2 separate regions of the Hordeum vulgare genome follow, and region 1 is linked to region 2. Evidence: chromatin contacts called from public Hi-C data. All regions are on one chromosome and are shown on one strand. Each heading gives the region's core, a stretch centred on a gene start, on an enhancer-like site or on the middle of the called end of the contact. The rest is flanking DNA. Distances are from core to core; before and after follow the strand shown.

Region 1 (2,781 bases), core at 67-2,566, 270 kb before region 2:
GAGAACGAATATCTTTGATCTGCATGCATGTTTTAATGCACTATGTAATTATGTATTATGGAGAAATAGCACATGAAATCAGAAGTGTTTGCTTGTGCTTTGGTTAAGTAATTTTGTTTTAATACACTTGTTAGTAAGCTATTCACGCGTGGGCATTTTTTTGCCTTTTGATATGTGTTGACTTTATCTCAAGGATAACTTTGTTCTCAAACTGTTGTAGATGCACTTACGTCTTTTTTTATCTCATTTGCTTATTAACTTGTCAATTTGTGCAATTATATATACATTAAAACAAACCCATAGTTATGTATTGGTTTTAAACCCACGGTTATGTATTGGGTTTAAGTTGGTTTGGATGAAAAAAATAATGGGTTTAGTTTTGGTTGGACTGAAAATGATATCAAATGGGTATGGTTTAAGTATGGTTTTGGGAGATAAATGTATGGATATGGTTAAGTTTGGTTCAAGTATGAAACCGTTCTCAGGTTTAGTCCAACCACATGCATGTTTTGGAAGAATTTTATTTATAAAATTGTGTAGCTTTTTAAATACGAGAACACATTTTGAAATATGAATTTTATTGCAAACATGAAAATTTTGAAAGCAAGAACATTTTTTTGCAAGCCATTATGTTTCGAAGCACAAAAATTTAAATATAATTGCGGAAAAAATTGTGAACACAAGAATTTTTTCTAAAATTAAAAACAAAAATTTGAAAATGTCAAACAAAAGGAATAGGAAAAGGAAATAAAAAATAAATACAAAAATGAAAGCGAAAAGTTTGTGGAAATTTTGTGAGATTAACTCTTTTTGTAAGACAAGAACATTTTTTAGGAATCCCTAATATTTCATGAAAATATCAAAAAAATTCTAAAATTCCATGCATTTTTTGAAGTTATGAATATTTTTGAAAAATGGTGATCATTTAAAATATAAAACATTTTTATAAATAAGAATGTTTTTAAATTTTAAGAACGATTTTCAAACATAAGCATAGTTATAAAAACAAAATAATCTTGGAAAATAAGAAGAAACATAAACAGAAACAGAAAAACAAGAAAAGAAGGTAAAAAACAAAAAAACGGTCTAGTTTCCAAAACCGGTGATAACCGAAACCGGATCGGCCCAAATGTTCTTGTGGGATGTGCGGAGTCTCCTCAATTTGCCGCAAAATGTAACGAATAGGGTTTTTCCTCGGTCATGGCCTCAGCAGCTAGCAAGCTTGTTGTGCATCCGTTGCCCCGTGTCCAACCCCGGCAGAAGAGCTACGGGAACGGATTGGGTCGCGGAACCAGCGAGATGCCACACCACATGCATGATCCGGCCGGTCGTCTGACCCGGGAACCTCCCGTCAAAAATGGACGTCCCTGTCGTACGCTGGCCGGCGGTCGATCGATGAAACGGACGTCCTCCGATCCGATCCGACCGACCGCGACGTCCCGTGATCGCGACAAAGACCGGCGACTCATCATTCTTCAGCTTGTCACGGGCATGCGTGCTCTAATTTGGCGCCTCTCCATTGCTTTTTTACTACTACACGGTTGGGTCAAGTTAATTACTAGCCTAGCTGCTGCCCCGTTTCACTCTTGCCGTCTCGCTCGATGCGGCTTAACTATTTTCCTTCTTCTCACGAAATGTTTCCTTTCAGAATTACCCTTGGATCGATCCCCTGCGTACGTACGTACCCATCCTACGGCCCTACACCGGGAGTGCCTTTTTGAGCGAGGACCGGTGCTTATTTAAGATGTGTCGGCTTAGGCCCCCAGAAGTTGTGTTCTCTGTACGCTGCCTACAGCCTACTGGGCCTGACCAAAGTAGTTCCACACAGGCCAACAATCTTAATTCACTAAGAAAAAAGAATGTCTAGATTAGCGATCTGGGGCATTGGCGTATACCATATATAGCCGCCAGCAGCAAGGTTTCTCGTACAGAAAGCAAGTCCTCGATTCTTTCTTCTCTAATACCCCAAATCTGTAATTTGGTCTTCCAATTCTTCTCCAATAGACCCCAGCTGGCCTAAACGACAGTTGATGGATCAAAATGCACACCCCGACAGGCCTGTGTTCTCCAAGTTCTGCTCGTTGGATCCAAACCTGAAATCGATCTAGGTTTGTTAAAATCAGTCGTTGCTCTTTCTTTTGACTACTTCGTTGCCATGTAATTGTTTCAAACGAAAAACTTTCTTTCCGTGTACTAATTAAGAACAAGAAAAGCACCATATGAGAATACAAATTATTTCCCAATAAAGAACATGTTTTGTGCCCATTGACAATTTTGAATTCTATTAGATGCATGGACATAAACCGATATGCTTTCTTCGATGTGTTCTTTTAGCTGATCAAAATTTTCTTGCAAAGAGTTAGGTGACTATGGATCAAGCTACGAGTTCAGTAATTGTACTACAAAAAGAAAAGGACATGATGCTACTGTTGAAGGTATTTCATCATGAAAACCTTGAGTAGTAAATCTTATTTTGCTGTAGAATACTAAATCTGAATACTTGCTTTGACATGGTATTTTGTCAACAAATTACAGATGTGGCAAACTTATGCTCATATTATTAAGAAATCGTCCATGTTTTAGTAATTTGTTTCGCGTCACCAACATTGCCTTTCCTACGCGCGTCCTGTGATTCTCCTATGCGGCCTAATCTGTGATGCGGGCAATACCGCGGATTTGGTTTCAAGCCGAAGACGCCTTGTTGCTAATCCTCACGCTGCCACAAATATTGTCAAAAGACCTCGCAATTCAGAGAAGGTAAGCAAACATCTAAGAGCAACT
Region 2 (2,700 bases), core at 86-2,585:
ACTCAGGAGTACTATATCAACTCAGTAACTGAACGTAGCTGACTTCATGCTATTCGAAATATACATTAATCGAATCAACCATATGCCCCTCCACATAAATGATGACAACTATGGTAATTCCTAGTAGGTTAAGAGGTGAATTGTCTCCCACCAACTTAGATCTTTATAAGAGTAACAGATCAAGGGAAAGCAGACTCCTAATGTAGAGTTCTTCAGTGGCGATTGACATATATTGAACTAATAATGAATGCTTCATATGAAATTAATATCGGGAGCTTCTCATTTGGCTTGGGCGCCTTGGTTAATTTCAGTAATTGATCAAGAAAGAGTTGGATCTTATACTTTTGTTGATAAGAATATAGACGCATGTACATGTCTGATGTGTGGGACTCCAATCACCCGGTCTTCTTGGATAAGTGTTCATCTGATTCTACTGTGGTGTGGTTAGAGCATTTACAGATGGATTTAGCAAATATGACCCAATAAACGTATGACAACGCGTTGGTCAGTGATCGGGCGTGTCTGTTTTAAAGTTTATTAGTCCGTTCAAACAACTACACACCTTATTTTCCTACTCATATGTCCTGTCATTTATATGTCATCTCTACGTGGTTGATGAAGAGAATGAGAGAGAGAAAATAATAAAAAAAGAAAGAGAGATGATGGTTCGGGGTGGGTCATGTCCTATGTGACGTACTGACCGGACGCGTCTTTGAGACTTTATATCTTTTCTATATTTGTTATTAATATGAGAGTTTGCAAAAAATCCAAACGTATAAGGACCTTATATGGGTCTGGTTGGATTTTTTTTCTGTCCAGTCATTGATCGATCGGGTCTATAGACATTTGAGGAATGATTTTAGGAGACGGGATGTAGATGCTCTTGTGTGGCAAGACATATGCATGTCACGTTATAGATACTGATTCCTTCACGTTTCTACTGTTGCTATTTGCCATCGACAAAATATATGTAGTCCTGTCATGTCAGTCCTATTCATTATCCAGATTAGTGTGCCGCGTGCTCATTCGGACGGACGGCTTCTGCGCGAGGATTATTCTTTTTTTTTAGAGAGAGAGAGAGAGAGATGCGCGAGTATTGTTACGATTAAAGGACCATACAAAATCTATGGTCTGTGCCTGTGTGGATTGTGGAACATGTGCTACTTCCAATTGTTAGCAAGGTCCAAGATGGCGCTCAACTCCTTTCTGTGTGCATCACGGTCGAGGAAAGAGACGTGACTCTCCATTGTCCGTGAGGTGGCGGAAGGGACCCGGTCACGGCGCGTCGTGAGTCATCAGCCATATCCCCGAGCCCCGCACCATCCCAGGTGTCCATGCAGCCGGCCCGGGAGTGCACCAGCCATGCATCCCCACCCAGGATGCGGTCGTCCCCTGCCGTCCCGATCACCACCGCGCGTGCGGCCACAATCTTCCTCCGACTCCGTCGCGCCAACGCATGTATCCTTCGCGCCTACGTACGTCTGACCTAAGTTTGCAATCGCATGCATGGTTCTTGCCCGTTTCGCGGTACGCGGCGATGACGATCATGGCTGCACGCAGACCTGCAGTGGATACGATGGGCAGTAAGAGTACGTCTGAGGTCTGCCAGCGGCATTAGCAGCCGAGAGCACGTACGTACGCGCTGTTAATCTTCGCCGTACCAGCGCAGCCCCCCTGCGTGCATCGTTTATGGCTTCCGTTATCCGTGCCCTGACCATATCTGCATGCGTCGGCAAAATTGACAAAAATGACCCCTGAAAAGAAAGAACTCACGGAATGACCCCTCAGGGAAAATATGTCACTCGGTTGACCCTTTTGTGTGGCGCCGACCCCTAGACGCCACACTACACCGTGTGACGCCCAGCCGTTCGACGCCACACCCCCCGACCACCTGGCAGAGAGGGCCCATCCCCCAGGCCGTGTGACGCCTAAGCCTCAGGCGTCACACATTACAATGTGTGGCGTCGAACGCTTAGGCGCCACACATTGACTTAACTGCCCACGGGCCAGCCCCCTCCCCACCCCCTCCCCACCCCCTCCTCATTCCCCTCCCCCATCCCCCTCTCCCAGCCACTGGCCGACCCCTCCCTCAAATCCTTCTCTAAATCATCAAATCTGAAGGTTTGGACCGCGCATTTGTTGTCCAATCACTCCCCTAAGGTAATCCCCACCTCTCCCCTCATTCTCATCCAAAGAAAAATCTTTTGTGTTCTTTTTTTGCAAATTTGAGGAAACCCTAGTTTTTCATGAAATGTGGGATGTATATGATATTGTTGGTTTTGTTTGTATGTTAGGATAAGGGGTATGATGGGGTTAGGATTAGGGTTGTTTGGATGTTTGCATTATGGTTGTTTTAGGGTTAGGCTAGGGTTAGGCTATGGTTAGGCTAGGGTTAGGGATGTTTGGTTGTGTTAGGATTATGATGGGGTTAGGGTTATGGTTGTTTGGAAGTTAGGCTAGGGTTATTGTAATTGTATGATTGCTTATAAAAAGGTTCTATGTTTTGTTGTTTAGGGATGGGAAGAACATGTGTTTATGTTCATCACATGGACAAGGATGCCTTTTTAAAAGGCAATATTGATCCAGACCCGGATGACCTTGACATGGTGTTCGATTTGTGTCCTAGCTATGGTGAATTGTTGGAACAAGTCCGAAAGGATTTGAATTGGATGGACCCTAGTGATGTAGTTGAGTTTGATG

What was found. A called contact is a pair of places that touch in the nucleus more often than the background predicts.
Region 1: a Hi-C map of leaf shows a contact between it and region 2, with 5 times the contacts expected there. The contact joins two enhancer-like sites. A contact is called at or near these places in 3 of 6 Hi-C or Micro-C datasets (leaf and seedling).

Annotation. Positions count from the first base shown.
Region 1 is chr7H:91,006,601-91,009,381 of MorexV3_pseudomolecules_assembly, reverse strand. No RefSeq gene overlaps it. Among protein-coding and RNA genes, the nearest start is that of TRNAS-AGA, 38 kb to the left of the region's middle. Within about 2 kb of position 1,316, at least 3 of the 3 cell types and tissues checked have open chromatin away from gene starts, as enhancers often do. A contact at or near this core is called in leaf and seedling, where this site is marked.
Region 2 is chr7H:90,739,761-90,742,460 of MorexV3_pseudomolecules_assembly, reverse strand. No RefSeq gene overlaps it. Among protein-coding and RNA genes, the nearest start is that of LOC123409643, 13 kb to the right of the region's middle. Within about 2 kb of position 1,335, at least 3 of the 3 cell types and tissues checked have open chromatin away from gene starts, as enhancers often do. A contact at or near this core is called in leaf and seedling, where this site is marked.